Linked DNA regions of Mus musculus: regions 1, 2 and 4 are each linked to region 3. The links are chromatin contacts, called in public HiChIP or PLAC-seq and Micro-C maps. All regions are on one chromosome and are shown on one strand. Each heading gives the region's core, a stretch centred on a gene start, on an enhancer-like site or on the middle of the called end of the contact. The rest is flanking DNA. Distances are from core to core; before and after follow the strand shown. Region 1 overlaps Gm38585 (a long non-coding RNA gene). Region 2 holds the start of Tff2 (trefoil factor 2 (spasmolytic protein 1)). Region 3 holds the start of Cbs (cystathionine beta-synthase). Region 4 holds the start of Slc37a1 (solute carrier family 37 (glycerol-3-phosphate transporter), member 1).

Region 1 (4,600 bases), core at 1,322-3,821, 480 kb before region 3:
CAGCCTTGGGCACACCCTCCCCTGGGGTCAGGGGACATTTGGGAGCCTCCTTCCCCTCCCCATTCCCCTTCCTCACTTCACTGCATTCCAGATAAGACGTGTAGACTCACTGGGAAAGGGGTCTTGTCTGCTCAAAGCCTCAACTCCAGGCTCACCTCCCAGAGCCTGGCTCACCTTTTAGGGCCTGGGGTGGGGGGGCACGTCAGGGGAGATGTATTTTGTATGCATTCCACTTCTAATTGTAAATACAGGGCAGAAGGTGGGAGTGGCTCTCCCTCTTCCTGTTGTTCTCTTGGCTCAGCCTGCCTAATAGAAATGTTTTTAGGCTGTTTTTGTAATATGGCACCTGGTCACAGTCCTTTGTAGCTGAATTCCCAGGTCCTGCACTGTACAACCCTCACCTTCTCAGTTCCCTTACCACCTAATAAAGGAATAGTTAATACCCAAGTGTCTGGTTTCTGTGCAAGGTCCAAAGTGGGGGTTTCTGGGCCTCTTCCTCCACAGGGCTAACTTGAACTCCCATCTTGGGGCAGAGCCATGTGCTTTGTCAGTCCACCTTTGACTCCTTTTTGGTCAGGTATCTAGCTTCATTTCTGTTGCTTTAAGCAAATACCTAACAGAAAAGAAACTTAAGGGACAGAGGGACTTTTTCCTAACTAAATATTCCAGGTTACAGTCCAACATTGTGAAGAAGAGGCAGGAACTTAAAATAGTTCACCACATCACACCACAGTCAAGAGCAGAGAGAAAGAAGTGAGTGGATGCATGCTTGCTTCCTTGTGTCGGGCTGAATCATTACACTCTTAAACAGTTTAGAAACCCTTGTTTGGGGAATGATGCCACCCACAGTAGGCAGTGTCTTCCCACATTAATTTGACTTAATTACGACAATCTCCTAAAGACATTCTTTCAGGTCAACTCGATGTAGACAACTTCTGTTCCCAGGTGATTTGTAAGTTCTGTCATTGTGACAAAACTGATCATCATATCAGGTGGTTTCAATTTTTGAATCTTGGGTTGGAACCAATAAAGGGACTCAAAACAAAAACAGGCAAACAAACCAAAAGGAAAAAAAAAAAACCTACAAAACTCAATAGTGTTATTTTGAGAACTTACTTTTTTCTTTAAAAATTTTATTATTATTATTATCATTGTTGTTGTTTTTTTTTGTTTGTTTGTTTTTTGAGACAGGGTTTCTCTGTGTAGCCTTAGTTGTCCTGGAACTCACAAAAGAAAACACACAAAATAACACCAAACCCAGTACACAGGAAGCAGGCCTGGCTCACCTGCAGAACTGCCCGAACAAGGCAAGACAGCCTATGGGACAGCAAAACAGGGCACAAAGAATGAGAGCCCAGGAGAGAGAGCAACAGACAGAAGAGACAAACCCCTAGGCGCCACCAGAGAATGATTGCCCTGGAGGGGAGAAGGTGGAGTACTGGGTGCTGGGAACACGCCACACACACACACTCTGTGTGCTGGTGTTTGCTTTGTGCTAAGCCACTGAGCTCAAGTGCTTGCGGTTTGCATCCAGAAACTCATCCAGTTGAGCCAGTATTACCCCCAGAGCAATGTGATGGAAATCAGCAGTGGTTTGAATCCAGAAATATAAAAACGGCACTTTTTTTGCTCACCTATCTATTCTAGACTTCTGTGCACTGATATAGGTTCCAGGGTCTCAAATCCCTTAAAATTCTAATCAACTGTGATGGGCCAGGCTGGAAGCAGCGATGACACGCGTCCTGGAAACCCTGCCAAGCTGTCCTGTACCGCTGCTTCTGCGTGTGTTGATAATTAATCCTTCGGAGCGGGCGCACGAATGTGAGAAATTGGCTATTTTCCGCTTCTGAATGATGGCTCTGAGCCACTACGGCAGCTTTTCCATTTCAAATCTGACTGTCAAAAGTGGTGCATTAATCAGTATTTCGTTAGTTTCAACATTTCCAGAATCCGCCTCCCCAAGTGCACATACAAAGTGCAGCCATCCTCAGCCGAGAAGGCAAGGGCGGGGCCTTGCTTCAGGTGACGACTCTTTCTTTCTCTTTGCACCACTCCATCCTCTGAGAGGCTATGGCTGTGACTCCGGAGCTCACTTCCCTGCAAAGTAGTGGCTCTTGGCTGAGTACTTCCAACAGGGAGACAGAACAGGACCGGAGGGTGGCAGACGGTGCCTCTATCCAATGGCCCCCTGGGTGACTTCCCCAGAAGCACTTTATTATTATTATTATTATTATTATTATTATTATTATTATTATTATTATTGGTGTGGTTAGTTGTTTTGAGACAGGATTGCTCTTTGTAGCCCAGGCTGGCCGTGAACTCAGAAGTCCACCTGCCTCTGCATCTGGTGTGCTGATTCTGATGTCACCACCAGATGTGAGCCTCCACCATCAGACTCACATCCACTACAGACGACCTGAATGTCTCAGCCAAGCTGTATACTAGAGAAAGTGGCTACTGTTACAAAACTCAGTGGAGACACAGCTCTAGCAGATGTAGGTCTGGCTGACCACATAAGCACTGACTAGTGCTGGAGACACACTGGTACTGAGCGACAGCTGTGCTGAGAACCATATCTGGCTGAGGTGCTGCTTGGGTCAACCTCTCAGAGTGTCCAGCAGGAGGCAGGGCTTCCAGACCTACTGATGGATGAGTCTGGGGGCTGGGCAAACTGGACAGCATTATTCTGTGGAGAAGCCTTAGACTGTCCCCCAAAGTAAAAGCACCCCAACCAGCCTGTTATACTTCCTCCCTCCCACTGTCAGGGCCACCAACGCCCAAGAGTGCAAAAGGCACCCAGGAAAGAGAAAGTTAAAAAAACAAGGGAAGGTTGATTTTCCTACTTCCTGCTGCCCCTAACTGCCAGACGAGGCTTCTCCCCCTGCCCCTCAAGCAACCCTCAGACTCCGCCCATGTCCGTGCCCCGCCCCCTCCTCTCCAACAGTGACGCGTGCTGTGCTGGCATGGCTGCCGGTGGGCAGGTGATGCACATCCCAGGAACATTTTGCCCGCCCCAACTGCTTCATCACCAAGCCTCCAGCAAAGAGGCTCAGGCAGCCTGAAGCCTCGCTGCCTGGCATAGCGCATTTAGAGTAACAGCTCAGCTAATCTCTTCCAAGGGAGGCAGAGCTGCTCAGCACAGCAGGAGTGGGGCGAGCTCTGGAATATTCCAGTGTGGTTCTCCCACAGGCATCTAGGGACAGAGAGGAGTGTGGGGGTGGGGGACAAGCTGAGCCTCACAGGTGTTCCTAGGCTGATGCTTAAGTCTCTCACAGATGGGAATCATCAAGCAGGCTGGGCAAGCCTAAGCAATCTAACAGTCATAAGTCACACTCCCTTCCCGCCTCCCACCACTGGTCTTTGATCAGCCTTCCCACTCAGCCGGACCACACCCTCTGCTCTCCGTGGTGAACTGCTACTAGACAGCTTGCATCATACACAGCATCTCCTCTCCTACCCTGCTCACTCCAGGTCCTGCATCCACCCCTAGCCTGGCTCACAGCCCTCGATGCCAGGATTACAGTGCTAGACAGGCATAGCTAGGGACCATGTGTAGCTGCTGAGGTCTGCCTGTGTTGGGTGGGCTGCACAGTGAAGCCCTAAGGGCAGTGAGCTGTGCTGAGCTCACTGTGGGATCCTTAGGACGACCTTGTCAGCATGGGATGCTGCCAGGTCACTCTGAGACTTGGTAACCCAAATACAAGTTCTGGATGGTCACCGAGAAGCAAGAGGGTCAGGAGATGCCCATCACCTCCTTGTCTCCCTGCTGGCCAGTTCTCACATCTGGCTCAGATAGCTGGGAGTGACTGAGCTTCTGGGGGGCTGCCAAAACAGCATTCCTGACCCCCAAATGAGTTGCTCAATGTGGCCTTGGCTCACCCTTAGAGGCCACTGCCTCAGAGGGACTCCTGCTCTGGTCTAGGGTCACCCTCCCACAGGGCGTCCTGCACACTACCCCCAGGATGTCCCAGAGTGAGTGCGGGTAGTAGGATCTCACAGCCGCTCATAGCAGCTGGCCTCTGGGTGGGCTATGCCTTGTCCTCAGCGCTGTCCTCAGTTAAGCTACATAAGGGGCTGCTTTTTCCAGGAGACAGGGTAAGACAGGGCAGGACCAGGATGGAGTCCCTAGGTCCTTAAGCACCTCTCAAAACCCCTCCCCTGACCCTTACTTGCTGCAGAACTCTGGAGAGCAGGCTCTGTACCCCCAGTGGGCAGCATAGTAGAGCATGCCCTAGATGTGGGTGAGCCAACCTTGAGGACATGAGCACAGGAAAGCTAGTCCTGCCCCGGGTCTGCTGGGCCATGGCTGGGATAAGGGAAGAGATGCTGTGGTGGTATGAATACATTTGCCCCCCAGAGACTCATGTGTATCAATGCTTGGCCCACAGGAAGTGGCACTGTTAGGAAGTGTGGCCTTTTTTGGATGGAATAGATGTGGCCTTGTTGGAGCAGAGCAAATGTGTCACTGCGTAGATGGGCTTTGATGTTTCCTAGTGTTGCTCAAGCTCCACCCAGTGCAGAAGAACACCTCCCCCTGGCTGCCCGAGGAATAGACTTCTGCTGCCTTTGGATCAAGCAAGATGTAGAACTCTTGGCTCCT
Region 2 (4,484 bases), core at 1,216-3,715, 490 kb after region 3:
CAGGGCTTTAGAGTCCCCTACAGGAGAGGGTGGTCTGGACCGTTTTTTTCTGTGTGCTCCGAGAAAGACTGGCTAGTACCTGAGGAATTCCAGTTTGCCTGAATAGATAAACACCATCTCCCCCAAGGTGTGCAGGGAGACTGGGGTGGGGCTGGAGGTGGGAGTGGAGAGAAGACATGAGAAAAATCACACCACGAAGTCACGGCTGGTCTGAGAGCATGCGCAGAAGCAGCAGCGCGAGGCTTGCACATGCAAGCCCTGGAGGAGGCAGCGGGGTGCTCCTGGTGTTGTAGTGGGGGGGGTGGTGATGTGAGCCCCCTGGAAGTCGGGCTGGAGGAGAAGAGGCACAGACAAGGAGAGCTGAGCTGCTGTGGAGTCGAGGGTTAGGATTTAAGGAAGCAGCTGCTGTGGTAGCCACAGAGAAAGTGCTAGAAGCGAGAGTGTACTGAACGGGAAAGAAGCCCGTGTTTTGTCCGTGGAGAGTTCAGGTTCTGAGAGAGAGAGAGAGAGAGAGAGAGAGAGAGAGAGAGAGAGAGAGAGAGAAGGGGAAGTTCCTAGAGTCCAGGAGAAGATACAGAAGATACAGAGCCCGGCAGCCATCAGTCTGCATGTGACCTGCCTGGGGTTCAGAAGCCGTTTATGCCTGTACCAAGATTTGGGCCAATGACCTTGGGACTGAGTCCTTGTCATCAGAGACGGGTCAGTGGACCCCAGTGAGGCAGGTGCAATAGACGTGGCACAGTGCAGAGTCTGTATCCACAGCACCCATAAGTTTTCCTATAAAGTGGAAACTGTAGCTGTGGGGTTCTCCTGAGCCTCTGTGATTGGCCCACAGCCTGGTCCCACAGATATGGCTGTCTATTGTTGTGCAGTACCCTTGACTTTATATGGAATGGGGCGGGGGTGCAGTGCTCATAATATGGATAGCCTGTTCATCAGGACACAGGCTTGTACAGGGGGAAGGGATAATGCTCAAAGGAAAGATAAATGTCTCTTCAGGGGACAGGTGGCTTTGGCGGAACCCCTGATGGGGCAGGGGAACTTGGGTTGGGATGTGGGCCAGAGAGGAGGGAGGAATGAGGATGTTCAAGAAAATGGGTTCTTGGCAAGTCTTATCATCTTGATGGCTGTCCTAGTTGACTGCCCCTTGCTATGATAACCAAAAGGAACCTGGATAGAAAAGCAATTATTTATCCAATACATCCCTATCAGTCAGTCATTGAGGGAAGTCAGACAGGACCACCAAGCAGGAACCTGGAGGCAGGAACCAGGAGGCAGGAACTGAAGCAGAGACCATGGAGAAATGCTGCTTACTGGCTTCCCCCCACCCACCCCCCATGGCTTACTCAGTCTGCTTTCCATCTCTTGCCAGATGACCCTGGCTTGTGTCAAGTTGACACCAAAACAGCACAGCAACAACAACAACAAAGATACGTAATAAACACAGAGATAAAGAACCGCTGGGATGTGCCACAGAGAAATAGAGCCCTGCTGGGTTTGCAAGGATCCAGGTGAGGTTTTGAGGATTTAGGTCTGCTCTTTAGAGCCTGGGATGGGGCCAAGGCTTTTAAATTCTGTATCCGAGTCATGGACTCTGTAGCCTATCTCCCACAGCTGGGCAGACTCCTTCAGCCCCAAAGGACACACACACACACACACACACACAGTCCCTCTCCTTCTCTCCTCTGACATTTCTGTTCTGAGTTGTCCTGATCCCCTGGGTTCTGTCCTCGGTGTCCATTTTACAAATCCCCTCTCCGGGGCATTTCATGGGTGGGCATCTCAGTCCTAGGCACTGTGTGAGGGAAGTGAAGTATCCCCACGGGGCAAAGAGTGTCCAGCTTCAGGGATGAAGAAAGCTGCCTGCCCCATGACGGCTCCCTTAGGCCCTGGCGGCTGGTCTCTGTGTACAACAGTCCTTGGGGCTGGCAGGGAGCCAGGTGAAGTAGGGTGTGCCTTGCATCAGGAATGCAGACTGGGTCCCCTGGAGATGCTCCCCCTCCCCTGGGAGGCTCCTGGATATAATGACCTTCTCTCTCTGTGCTCTTTGTTTCTCCATAGCGTCATTCACTTCAAATATTTAAAAAACAAAACAAAACAAACAAACAAGAAACAAAAAAAGAAAACAAACAAAAAACAAAACCTAAGAAGTCTCTACAGTAGGCACAAACCTTACCCAGAGTAACACCACGAGGCTAATCCCTTCCTGGGTGTGACCCTGTGGGTGCCCTATTCCAGTTGCATACGTGGCCCATTCCCCTTTCAGTAACCTGGCACGACCCAGCCTGACCCAGCCCATGTCCGGAGGGGTTTTTCCCACCTCCTCTGGGCCTCCACTTGGAGCCATGTCAGCTTTTCTGCACAAAGAACCTAGGAGGCTTGGGGCCACGAGTAAGGGACAGTTATCAGGGCCATTGAGCAAACAAACAGGAGCCAATAAAATGCCAGCTGGTGGGAACTGGGCATTCTGCAGGCTGCCCAGGTCCAGTGGAGCAGACATGCGACCTCGAGGTGCCCCCCTGCTGGCAGTGGTCCTGGTTTTGGGACTGCATGCTCTGGTAGAGGGCGAGAAACCTTGTAAGTAAAAGTCCGTGGAGACCCAGCAGGTGAAAGGTAGGATCTGAGCCCCCTTGAGTGATGGGCTGTAGTTCATCTAGGACCTGGACTAGGTGGGTTTTTTCTCTATGTTCCCTCAAAGGACAAAGGCAGGGTGACAGATTGCAAGGAGCTAGACAGCACCCTGCTGTCTGGGTGCTGCTGTGGGAAGCTCACCCAGAATCTCTTATTCAGAAGGGCTATGTCTACAGGTGTCAGCCTGGTTAGGAGGACAGGAGGGCCTGCTGTCTTGGGCCTATCTTGTGACCTTGACTTCTGCATAGGTTCATAGAGTCACCCTCTTTACAGAAGGTTTGTGTCGCCTTCTTCCTTCCCTTCCCTTCTCTCTCTTTACCTCTTCCTTCCTTCCTTCCTTCCTTCCTTTCTTTCTTTCTTTCTTTCTTTCTTTCTTTCTTTCTTTCTTTCTTTCTTTCTTTTCTTCCTTCCTTCCTTTCTTTCTTCCTCTCTTCTTTCTTTCTTTCTTTCTTTCTTTCTTTCTTCCTCTCTTTCTTTCTTTCTTTCTTTCTTTCTTTCTTTCTTTCTTTCTTCCTCTCTTTCTTTCTTTCTTTCTTTCTTTCTTTCTTTCTTTCTTTCCTTCTTTCCTTCCTTCCTTCTTTCTTTGTTTCTTTCTTCCTTCCTTCCTTCCTTCCTTCCTTCCCTCTTTCTTTGTTTCTTTCTTTCTTTCTTTCACAAATGAAATGGTTTCAATAAAAGCCTCCCCTGGTTTCCCCAGGAGGAAGCCAGATAGCTTTAACATGGGCAAAATAAGACCTCATGTCACCCCTTGGGCAATGAGATTCTGCAAGTGTCCTAAGCTCCCAGGGCAGGTTGGAAGAAGCATCTAGCATGCTGGGCAGGGATGACCATGATGGCTCGCTCTATCCACAGCCCCCTGTCGGTGCTCCAGGCTGACACCCCACAACAGAAAGAACTGTGGCTTCCCGGGCATCACCAGTGAGCAGTGCTTTGATCTTGGATGCTGCTTTGACTCTAGCGTCGCTGGGGTCCCTTGGTGTTTCCACCCACTTCCAAACCAAGGTAAACTTTGGAGAGCCAGGTCCTTCTGCCAGCTGTCGGCTTAGGACCTGGCCCTGGGCAAGGTCTACAGCAGGTGCTTGGAAGCCTAGCTGAGCTAGAGCTAGCCCAGGTTAACACGAAGGAAGCCTTAAATGCCTCTTCTATACCCTTACCCCCTCCCCGATCCCCATCCCATACCCTAAATCTACCATTGGCCTGTACATAAAAATGTAACTTCCAAAGCAGCTTGGGAAGGGGGCGTGGAGGCATCAGATATGATGGGTTTCAAGCCAGGGCAAACTGTGAATACAGTACGCACAAGAATGCCAGCTGTGTGTGAGTTCACCGCAGGCATGGGCTTTGCCACTGGGGCACTCGTGGTAGGGAATATCCTCCCAAATGACCAGCATGCTCTGAAGAAAAACCAGGTAGGTTAGTGGCTGCGTCCAGGGTCCCTTTCGATATCAATGTCTTCAAGCTTCTGGGCGTGGTACAGTGGGCTGCTCTTATTTCACAGAGCTCAATGCTGAGTCCAGAGAAGGTAACGTGGTTTTCCCGAGGCCCCAGTTCTGCAAAAGTTCTGTGATCACCTCCCAACATTAGTGCCCTCCTGTGGGGAGGACAACCAGTCCTTGGGCATTACTCTCCTGAGAGACGCCACCCCCAAGGAGCTCCTTGGGACACTCAGAGCCTGCAAATTCAGTGTCCCTAAGAAGGCAGACCTTGTAGCCCTCAGTGAGTGTCCAGCCTGACAAAGCCTTGGATGTTGCTCTTCCTCACAACCAGAATCGGAGCAGTGTGTCATGGAAGTGTCAGCTCGCAAGAATTGTGGGTACCCGGGCATCAGTCCCGAGGACTGTGCCAGTCGAAAC
Region 3 (4,798 bases), core at 1,734-4,233:
AGTCCAAGGTCACCACTGCCTACATAGCAAGTGTAAGGTTTGTCTGGATTACACAAAATCCTTGTCACAAACACAACAAAAAGTTAGCAGCAGCAAGGGGACAAAAGAAGCCCTGATAGAGGCTGTGGGCATCACTCAGCATCTCTTTCATGGCCTTCCGGAAGTGTGTCATCCCTGTGTCTGGCCAAGAGGAAGAAAAAGCACACTAATTAAAATCAGTGGGTATTCTGCAAACCATCATGGGCACTTCCAAAATGTTCCTGTTCTTCAGAGACAGAGTAACCTTGGAACTCTTCCAGATTTTTTTTAAAAGGGGGGGAGGGGGCGCACAACCCCAGGGACTTGGCAGAGGGCAGCATTGGGGATGCTGGCAAACTCTGTGTAATGGCAGGCCACCGGAGCACAGTGACCTGGTTAAGTTCCTGACTTGACGGGTGCATTGTGTGTATGGAAAGCAGTCCTGGTTTGAGGAACTCCTCAAGTATTGAGGGGAAAGGCTGACTGGGAGGGCTAGGATTTTCATCAATTTTGACACAATCTAGAGTCATCTGAGATGGAAGCCCAGATGAGAAAATACCTCCATCAAACTGGCCTGTGGGCAGGCCTGTGGGAAGTTTTCCCTGTCTCCACCTGAGTTTCTGTCCTGAGTTCCCCCCACCCCAAAATGGCTGTTAACATGTTAGTAAGCATTAGAAACCTAGTCTTCCCCAAGTCACTTTGGTCATGGCGTTTATCACAGCAATGGAGAGCAAACTAGGACCGTGTCTCACCTGTCTCAGATGGCATTTTTTTTTTTTTTGGTTTTTCAAGACAGGGTTTCTCTGTATAGCCCTGGCTGTCCTGGAACTCACTTTGTAGACCAGGCTGGCCTCGAACTCAGAGATCCACCTGCCTCTGCCTCCCGAGTGCTGGGATTAAAGGCATGCTTCTTTCTACTCTTTGATAGGTTATCTCTTCGATGAAATGAGCCGAATTAAATCTGATTAGATTATAGTAAAGGCAGGTTTATTGTGAAGCTGCTCTCGGGTAGGTGAGTTCACTGACCCCAAGGACCAAAGCCAAGGAAGTTACCATGGGGAAAGGGAGGGAGGGGAGGGAGAGAGAAAGAAAGGAGGGAGCGGTACACACAGAGAGAGAAAGGTGAAGAAGAGGGATAGAGGGAGACCAAAATGTCTGCATTGTATATGGAGGAGCCTCTGAGGGAAGAGCAGCTATCCTCTGGTCTGGAGAGTTCAGGGTTTCGGGCCAGGTAGGGACTGAGGGATGCTGGGAGAACCTGGAAGCCAGGTCTGCTTTGGTTTGTAAAATAGGCACTTCAGTCCCTTGTCCTGGGTTCGAAACCAAACACTCTTCCTGCCATTTTTCAAGCTGTCTGAAATGAGTTCAAAAATTTCAATTTTAAATAAAACGAAGAGCCGGGCATGGTGGCGCACGCCTTTAATCCCAGCACTCGGGAGGCAGAGACAGGTAGATTTCTGAGTTCGAGGCCAGCCTGGTCTACAGAGTGAGTTCCAGGACAGCCAGGGCTACACAGAGAAACCCTGTCTCAAAAACCCAAAAAAAAAAAAAAAAAAAAAAAAAGAAAAGAAAAGAAAAGAAAAAAGAAACTTCTCAGAAACTTGATTTAAAATGGAAATACTTGTATGGGACAGAATTGCAAACGTGTGTGTGTGTGTGTGTGTGTGTGTGTGTGTGTGTGTGTGTGTGTTTCCAGGATGCTGGAGACCGGGGCTGGGGGTGGGGTGTCATTTCTTTAGTCCTCCTCTTCTTTGTTGGAGGTGGCAGCCAGCCAGGGCCAAGCAGTCCTGGCAGCTTGTGTGTCTACAGTAACTCCAATGCCTGCCTGCATCTTCATAGGGTTGTTTCTCCATTCAAATTCTCGTCTTCTCTTAAGGGCACCGTAACCGTGGCTTTAAGTCACTTCCACCACTAATGTACGTTTATCATATCTCCTAAGACCTGGCCAGACATTTGGGATCTTGAGAGAAGGATCCCTGGGAATTGCTGTTAGTGTTCTTGCCCTTGGTATGACAAAATAAGATACACTGGGAAGCAAAACAACTCAGCATAGTAACTGGCTCCCTAACAAACAGGCTCTCCTTCCAGCTTGGCAGCAGGTTTCTCAGACCCTGGCTCTTGCCCTAGGGCGTACACTTTCCAGCCCAGAAGATTTCTCACTGGAACAAGATGTGGCCCTTCTAATCAAATGCTACATTCGGCTGTGTATGGTGACCCAGATCTGCAGTCCCAGGTCTGAGGTGGCAGGAAGATCAGAAGTTGGAGCTCACCATATTTCACCAAGCTAAACTCAGGGCCGGAGAGATGGAGAGAGACACCTCCCCCCTCCCCGCTTCCAGGTCTCTTTATGTAGCCCAGGTTGGCCTCGCACTCAAACTTGAGATTCACTTCTCTCGAGTCCAAATGCTGGGATTGCAGGCACCATCACGTCATACGTCACGCCCATTTTTAACCTCCTACAGATATCGATATTGGGGGCGCCCTTCCAGTGACACCACTGACCCAGGCCTCTCAGGCCAGTTGCTTGGAAGAACTCTGGGCTCTTTGAGCGTCAGGTCCTGCCGTTCAGAATAGTGATGTGTGACTCGAGCCTGCCAAGCTAGGAAGCTCCACGTCCTCGAGAGGATCGGGTCCTGGGAAACGAGGTTCCCTGACACTTAGCCAGGCTGTGCCGCAAGGTACAGACCTTTGGGCACAGACCTGGGGCCCCTCCGTGTCGTGTGCCTCACGACAAACACGTGTTAGACGGCAGAACTTCTCCTTTCGAGCTTTTGAGCACAACTCCCAGAGCAAGCAGACACCCCGCTGTGGAGGCCCGGCGTCCAGCCGAGCTTGGCGGAGCCAGAGTGGGGGTGGAGAGGGGAAGGGGTGTGGGGGGGCGGGGTGAGTGGGAGGCCGTTCTGCGGCCCAGGATTGGCGGGTGTCGGCCCTCCGCCCCCCGGCGCCGGGCCAATCGCCGAAGCCTGTTGTGTGTGGCTGGGTTGGTTCTAGACCCGCCACCCTTCCCTGGGATCTGAGCTGGGATCCTGTCCGAGCGTGCTCTCCATCCTAGCACAGGCCGAGCCGTTTTCCCGCGTCCGAGTCTAGGTGAGCTCCGGCCGCACTGACTCCCACGCCGCGCACACAGCGAGATCCTCGCTGCGGTTCGGTAGCCCGCGGGCACTCCCCATCCCTGGGCACGGACTTGGCTTCCTCTGTACCTGGACGCGCAGCTCGTGAGCCCGGTGCCTGACGCGCAGCTCGCTAAGGTCCCCGTGCTCCCACCGGGGCGTCCTGACTTGTCCCTCCACCTCGATGCCACCTGCGTCCATTGCCCTCTTCCCGCTAGTATCGACCTCCCCGCAGCCCTATGCTGAGCACCCACGTGGCCTCAGGTCCCACGACTGCTAGTCTCTGAACGTGGAGCCGGGTTCTAGGGTGACGCGCTAGAGACAAAACTGGGTCATCGATTTCCCCAGTTTTGGATGGAGACCGCTGTTTCGCAAATTGTTCTTTGGGGCACTGGTGCCGGGGTGAGGGTAAATATTGAAGTAGTGTCGTGCGGGGTGGCGGAGTCGTGGGAGAGCGGGTTCTCCTCCTTGTGCGGGACCCAGTTGGGGCGGGGGAGGGCGCGAGACCTAGGGCTGTACACCTGCGGAGAGTTTCCCACGTCACTGCCACACACTGATCGAGTGGCCAGGCGGTCTGTGCGGGAGCGTCATAGTCCTAGGAAAACCCCACTGGAAGAGCGGCCTCTCCGTGTGAGTAGGGAGGGAAGCAGGATACCCTGGGCCACATTCGCCAAGTTTGGGTTCGGGTTGTTCTATGGCTTCCCGTTCCACGAGGACGCTTAAGTGATGGCACTGGGAGAACTGCGCCTGCCATGGGTTTTGGAGAGTTCTACAGCCCGGGTCGCCTAGCAAGAGGACTTTTTAGAGGGCTCTTTTGTTTGTTTGTTTGCTTGTTTGCTTGCTTGCTTGTTTTTCGAGACAGGGTTTCTCTGAATAGCCCTGGCACTCACTTTGTAGACCAGGCTGGCCTCGCCTCGAACTCAGAAATCCACCTGCCTCTGCCTCCGGAGTGCGAGTGCTGAGATTAAGGCGTGCGCCACCTCTCCCGGTTTAGAGAGGGCTCTTGAACCTAAGGAGAGAAGCACCTGTCTAGGCCACCGCCTGGGCGCATGCGTTTTGATGTTAGTTGCTCCTCCCCCACCAAGGGAATGAATAAGATGGGCCAGTGCCAGGTAGGCTCCTGACGTCATTTTAGAGTGCTAGATCACATCTAGAATACTTAGAACACCTAGTTGTTCATGTTAGGCAAACAGAAGTTTGGGGATATGGAGAGATGGCTCAGTGGTTAAGAGCCCTTGGAGTTCTTGCAGAAGCCACTAGTGGCTCACAATCATCTGTACCTACATTTCCAGGGGATCTGACTCTCTCTTCTAGCCTCCAAGAGCAGCAGGCACACACACGCGGTGCACATACATACATGCAAGCAAAACATCCCCATACATATTAGTAAATCTAAAAGATGTATTTATTTATTGGTTGGTTGGTTGTTTGAGACAGGATCTCTACATAGCCCTGGCTGTCCTGGAACTTACTAGGTAGACTAAGCTGGCCTTGAACTCATAAAGAGTCACCTGCCTCTGCCTCCTAGGCTGGGATTAAAGGTATGCACAATGACACCCAGCTTTAAAATAAAATTTTTTTCAAGCTGTGATGCCTCATTCTTCATGGAATAACAAGAAAATGTGTACATGTTGTGTGCACACACATTTTTTTCTTGGCACTGGGCCTGG
Region 4 (4,443 bases), core at 564-3,063, 340 kb after region 3:
TTGTATTTAAGGGTCACAGCATTAAGAAAGGTTGAGAACCGCCGTTCTAAGAAGAGATGAGGCTAGCCCAGCTAGGTGGGCTTCATACCTAGGCCAATTCCAGGCGTTTCATTTTCCTAGGGGGTGGGAGTGGGGGTGGGGCATGCCTTCTCAGGCACAAGTACACTTCCTCCTGCCTATCCCTGAACGGAAGGGGAGCACGTGGCTCTGCTGACAGGCCTTGGCATCTAGCCCAAGGAAAGTAGTTAAAGTAGTTTTTAAATGTCACCTCTTAGAAACTCCCAGTGAATTTCAGCCCATTAGAGAAAAGGACAGGAAGGCAGTGTGATCATTGGACAGGGAAAGGAGAGCAATTAGGAGTTTTTCCATGGTGAGGCAGCACCCGACCAGGCTCAGGAGCACACAGAGAGCCCAGCCAAGCAAGAGTTGAGGGACGGACAGACACACCCACGATCCTCCCAGCTACCGGGCTCTGAGCTACCCAGAACCCATCAACCCTTCAAGGAGACTCAGGAGTGGGTGGGAGTTAGCAAAAGCAAGAGCAATGCCCCAAGGGGGGTTTTCCAGTCTTTAGCACACAGGCAACATCAAGGCAGCCTAAGGCAACCTGTCAAAATGATGGCACTTTATAAAAGGGCAAACCTGGGAACCAAACTCCCTCCAAAAGCTTCAAGAGTTTTGTTTTAAACCAAGACAAACACTAACTCCTCTAATCGAGCCCTTTCTAAGCGTTTAAAGGCTCCATTGGCCGTGGGAGATAAACAGAAACTGTTATTTTCACTTGTCCTGAGCTTAAATACAAGGAGTCAGAATTCTATCCACCATAGCTCTTAGCCCACTCACAGCAAACAACGCACCCCGGGTGTTCTCCACCGAACCAGACCTGTAACAATACTCCCAGGAACTCAGGGTGCAAACAGGACCCCCAAAAGAGGGAATTCTGTGTAAAGCCGAATAATATATTTACCAACTCGCCCAACTTCACGCAATTTAAGTTCCAGGGCGAGAAGGCAGGTAGGGAGGCAGGCAGGTGCAGAGAGCTCTAAAGACCAGGAAAAAGCACCTTAAGAATTTAAACCAAGAGCAAGGGGAGGGTCTTCCGTTCAAATGCAAATCTTTACCTGCGGGCCACCAAGATCCTTGGGTGGACCCTAAGTGCGCGGAGCTGGGGGACTTTTCCGGTGGTTTAAACCCTTTATTACCGCCCAGACGGTGGCTGTCACTGCGTTGGCCACAGAGCCCGGGCTCCGGGAAGCAGTTCTTTTAGCAAACAAACAACCGGAGCCCAGGGTGCTGGCTGAGAGCTTTCCCAAGGGCTTTGCGAGCCGGCTCCTCCTCCCAGGTCCTACAGCCGCTTGGCCGGGTGGTGAAGGCTACAGGCACGCCCACGTCCCCTACGAGCGGCAGCAGACAAAGCGCTGGGTCTCCGGCAGGCGTCTTCTCACAGCTGTCACTCGCGGCCTGGGGCCGGGAGGGGACCCAGCATCACAGCTAGGCGACCCCAGCCCCCGGGTCTCAGGGAACCTTTTGCTTCCACTTTCCCCGGGAATTCAACGTCACCAGCACCGGATCGCCCCCGCACTGTCTCTCAAGGCCACTCTAGGAGCCCTTACTTCAAAGACGTCCCACTCTAGGAAAAGCGCTTGGTTTGTCCCCGGCTCTCCAGCCACACAGCAGAGGGAGACAAACGGCGGAGAGGCCGAAGCGGGGCCCACGGCAGGTGCGTGGCGGCTGGCAGGTGAGCGCCGCTGGGGAGGGTCCTCCGTTGTCCCCGCGCCTACCTGCGCTCCGCAGCCCGCGTCGCGTGCTTCCTGCCGTCGACTTCCTGGAGCGGCCGCCCTTTCACTTTCCCGGCCCTGTGAACGCCGACCCTGTGCGGCTCCTCCCTCTCCCGCGCGCCCCCTGACCCCGGCCCCGCGCGCGCCCAAGGGATGCTCAGATCGCACACAGCCCGGAGATGCTCAGCTGGAGCATCCTCTAGCTGTTCCTGGGTCCCCACACCTGCCTGTCATGCTCTCCTAGGCCCCGCAGGACGCCGGGCTCTTACTGGCATGGTGCCCAGCAGCCAAACGCTAGCTCCTAGGGGACCTCACCACCACCAGGCTTTTGTCCCCGAGGCGGACCTTACTAATGCCAGCGACATAGACAAGTTCCGAGGTAAAGATTTGCTCCCTCGGAGTCCTGGACTGAGGATGGCCTCTCTCGGCCTACCACATCAAGTGTCAAGAGTCAAGAGCATCCGGTATGCTACAAATGGAGCTGGCACACGCCTGGTACCGCACCTGTGTCAGTGTGATAAATGGCTTGCATGGTTAAGTCCTGAAGGCCAGCCACCCCGGTCATGAGAAGTGCCCTGGCACACAGCTTCCTGGTCAATTCCGGATAATTATCTTTCAAACCCCACACCTCCTGCCAAGAATTGATCCTGGAAAGTCCGGGAAGGGCCTGATTACTTTTCTAAAGGGCATCTGCCTCACGCCTCCACGTGTCGGCCTGGCCTGGCATCCAAAGCCAGTCCTGCCGCTCAGCCCCCTGCCGCAGATCAGCACCTGCCTGGAACAGCAAAACCAGGCAGGAAAACAACTTCCTAGGAACACCCACTGGGTAAAACCGTGCCTAAACCAAAACCAACCCGATGCATGAACAGAGAGAGCCAGGGCGAGGGTGAGGAGTGTTTGGCGGGGGTAACTAGCGCCCTCTTCAGACTGGTTGGTGTACAGGCGGCCCACAGCTTCACTCTCCTCCCCACAGCCCACCCGCGCCACAAGCGCGAACGCAGTCTGCTGAATTGGGGAAGGCCCAGCCATACTTCTATCTACAGGCTTTTGAGAAGTGTTCTGTACCCTACAAGCAAAGTTGACTTCCTGTTTGAGCCACCTGCACCCACATCTCATATAGAAGTGGCCGGGGAACTCTGGCCACTCTACCCTGTTCCTTTGGCTAGATGTTTCCCACCCCACCCCCCTTTTTTTCCTCCCTAACTCTCCATTCCTTGTAGGCAGCAACTCAAGTGGACGCTTACATCTACTCTAGGCGCCTCCTCCCCATGTCACTAGTTCTCAGGCCTGCCATCACCAAGCTTGCTCAAGAGTCCCTTGCCCTTATGCCTGTGTTCCGTGGTTTTGTTTTGTTTTCTGTAGCTGCCCCAAACTACCCCAGCCAAAGTAAAATTTGAGCTCCCCAACTTGATTGACCACTTTTAGAAGGCCTTTCCTTACAACAGAGAACACAGCCTCCCGAGGAAGCTGAGACAGGACCCTGAGGCCAATTGCTCAGCCGAAGAGCCTCAGAAAAACTTCCGGGTTTTTCAGTTCCCAAGAACGAGACTTTCCACATTAGTTAGTTAGGATTTCTTTTCTGAGTCTGTGGTTTTTGAGTGAGCTCAGACTTTGAGAATTGTTGAAATAGAAAGAATTTGAGATATCGTCTCTAGATTCTGTTTAAAAATAACCTAGTGAGGCCAGTTTACCTCCCAGACTCTAGGGGGCGCAGGATCTCTCTCTCTTTCTCTCGTTTTTCATTTTTCAAAACAGGGCTTCTCTGTGTAGCCCTGGGACTCACTCTGTAGACCAGGCTGGCCTCGAGCTCAGAAATCCGCCTGCCTCTGCCTCCCAAGTGCTGGGATTAAAGGCCTGCGCCACCACTGCCCAGCTAGAAAAACCTCGCTTAAGACAGTGAAACAGTTATGGGATTTTTTTTTCTTCCACAAATAAAGAAAAACCAAAATGACAATTTTCGCACAGATACTGGAGTCAGCCAGAAGGAGTCTGATGGCCTGTGTAGAGAGAGCATTTGCTGAAAATGCCAATCTTAGAATCTTAGTTAAGTAAGATTACATTTGCTTATTCCTTCACATAGGACGAGGTATATGCTGTGGATATACCTACACTTTCCTAGAAACATGACACATCGGAGCGATCCTGTTATTTTTGGTCATAGCCACTGCATTTGCAGGCTATGTACTTCCACGAGGACAGATATCCCTCTGAGGAACAGCAGTAATTACACACTTGACTTTCAGCCATCCCACACATCGGAAATACCCTAGTTGAATGAATCTGAGGAGGACTTTCAGTAGACAAAGTAGACAAAGCTATCTTAACAGGCTTCTTCGTATTACACTTGATTTTACCATTCATTATTACAGCCCTAGGAGTCGTTCACCTCTTGTTCCTCTATGAGACAGGTTCAAATAACCCAACAGGCCTAAACTCAGCCGCAGACAAATTCCATTCCACCCATACTAGACAATTAAAGACATTTTAGGCATATTTGTTATAATCCTATTTTTGGGGTTTTATTTGGGGGGGGGTTGTTTTGTTTTTTCGAGACAGGGTTTCTCTGTATAGCCCTGGCTGTCCTGGAGCTCACTTTGTAGACCAGGCTGGCCTTGAACTCAGAAATCTGCCTGCCTCTGCCTCCCGAGTGCTGGAATTAAAGGCG

What was found. Hi-C and Micro-C count contacts between places; a contact is called where the count stands out from the background. HiChIP or PLAC-seq counts read pairs in DNA pulled down with a chosen protein or histone mark.
Region 1: an H3K4me3 HiChIP or PLAC-seq map of embryonic stem cells shows a contact between it and region 3, with 3 times the contacts expected there. The contact joins the enhancer-like site here to the promoter of Cbs in region 3. A contact is called at or near these places in 1 of 39 promoter capture datasets (neural stem cells), 6 of 115 datasets of contacts at active chromatin or transcription factors (astrocytes, embryonic basal ganglia, embryonic stem cells and 1 more) and 2 of 9 other capture datasets (adipose tissue and embryonic stem cells).
Region 2: a FOXA1 HiChIP or PLAC-seq map of pancreatic cancer cells shows a contact between it and region 3. The contact joins the promoter of Tff2 here to the promoter of Cbs in region 3. A contact is called at or near these places in 1 of 39 promoter capture datasets (pre-B cells), 1 of 115 datasets of contacts at active chromatin or transcription factors (pancreatic cancer cells) and 1 of 9 other capture datasets (macrophages).
Region 4: a contact with region 3 is called in a Micro-C map of embryonic stem cells, with 2.8 times the contacts expected there. The contact joins the promoter of Slc37a1 here to the promoter of Cbs in region 3. A contact is called at or near these places in 2 of 484 Hi-C or Micro-C datasets (embryonic stem cells and nephron progenitors), 4 of 115 datasets of contacts at active chromatin or transcription factors (embryonic stem cells, epiblast stem cells and pancreatic cancer cells) and 2 of 9 other capture datasets (adipose tissue and pancreatic islet).

Annotation. Positions count from the first base shown.
Region 1 is chr17:32,116,667-32,121,266 of GRCm38.p6, reverse strand. The region is part of intron 1 of Gm38585 (a long non-coding RNA gene); the gene reads right to left. Notch3 (notch 3) reads left to right here. Exons shown (of 33, transcript NM_008716.3): 33 at 1-447. Among named protein-coding and RNA genes, the nearest start is that of Gm38585, 5.8 kb to the right of the region's middle. Within about 2 kb of position 2,571, at least 123 of the 459 cell types and tissues checked have an H3K27ac peak or open chromatin away from gene starts, as enhancers often do. A contact at or near this core is called in embryonic stem cells and pancreatic cancer cells, where this site is marked.
Region 2 is chr17:31,142,263-31,146,746 of GRCm38.p6, reverse strand. Tff2 (trefoil factor 2 (spasmolytic protein 1)) reads left to right here and starts at 2,465. Exons shown (of 4, transcript NM_009363.3): 1 at 2,465-2,577; 2 at 3,484-3,633; 3 at 4,399-4,484. The coding sequence starts at 2,499.
Region 3 is chr17:31,635,390-31,640,187 of GRCm38.p6, reverse strand. Cbs (cystathionine beta-synthase) reads left to right here and starts at 2,983. Exons shown (of 17, transcript NM_144855.3): 1 at 2,983-3,105.
Region 4 is chr17:31,293,594-31,298,036 of GRCm38.p6, reverse strand. It overlaps Slc37a1 (solute carrier family 37 (glycerol-3-phosphate transporter), member 1), which reads right to left and starts at 1,813. Exons shown (of 20, transcript NM_001242427.1): 1 at 1,122-1,813. Gm30139 (a long non-coding RNA gene) reads left to right here and starts at 3,176. Exons shown (of 3, transcript XR_001782201.2): 1 at 3,176-4,443.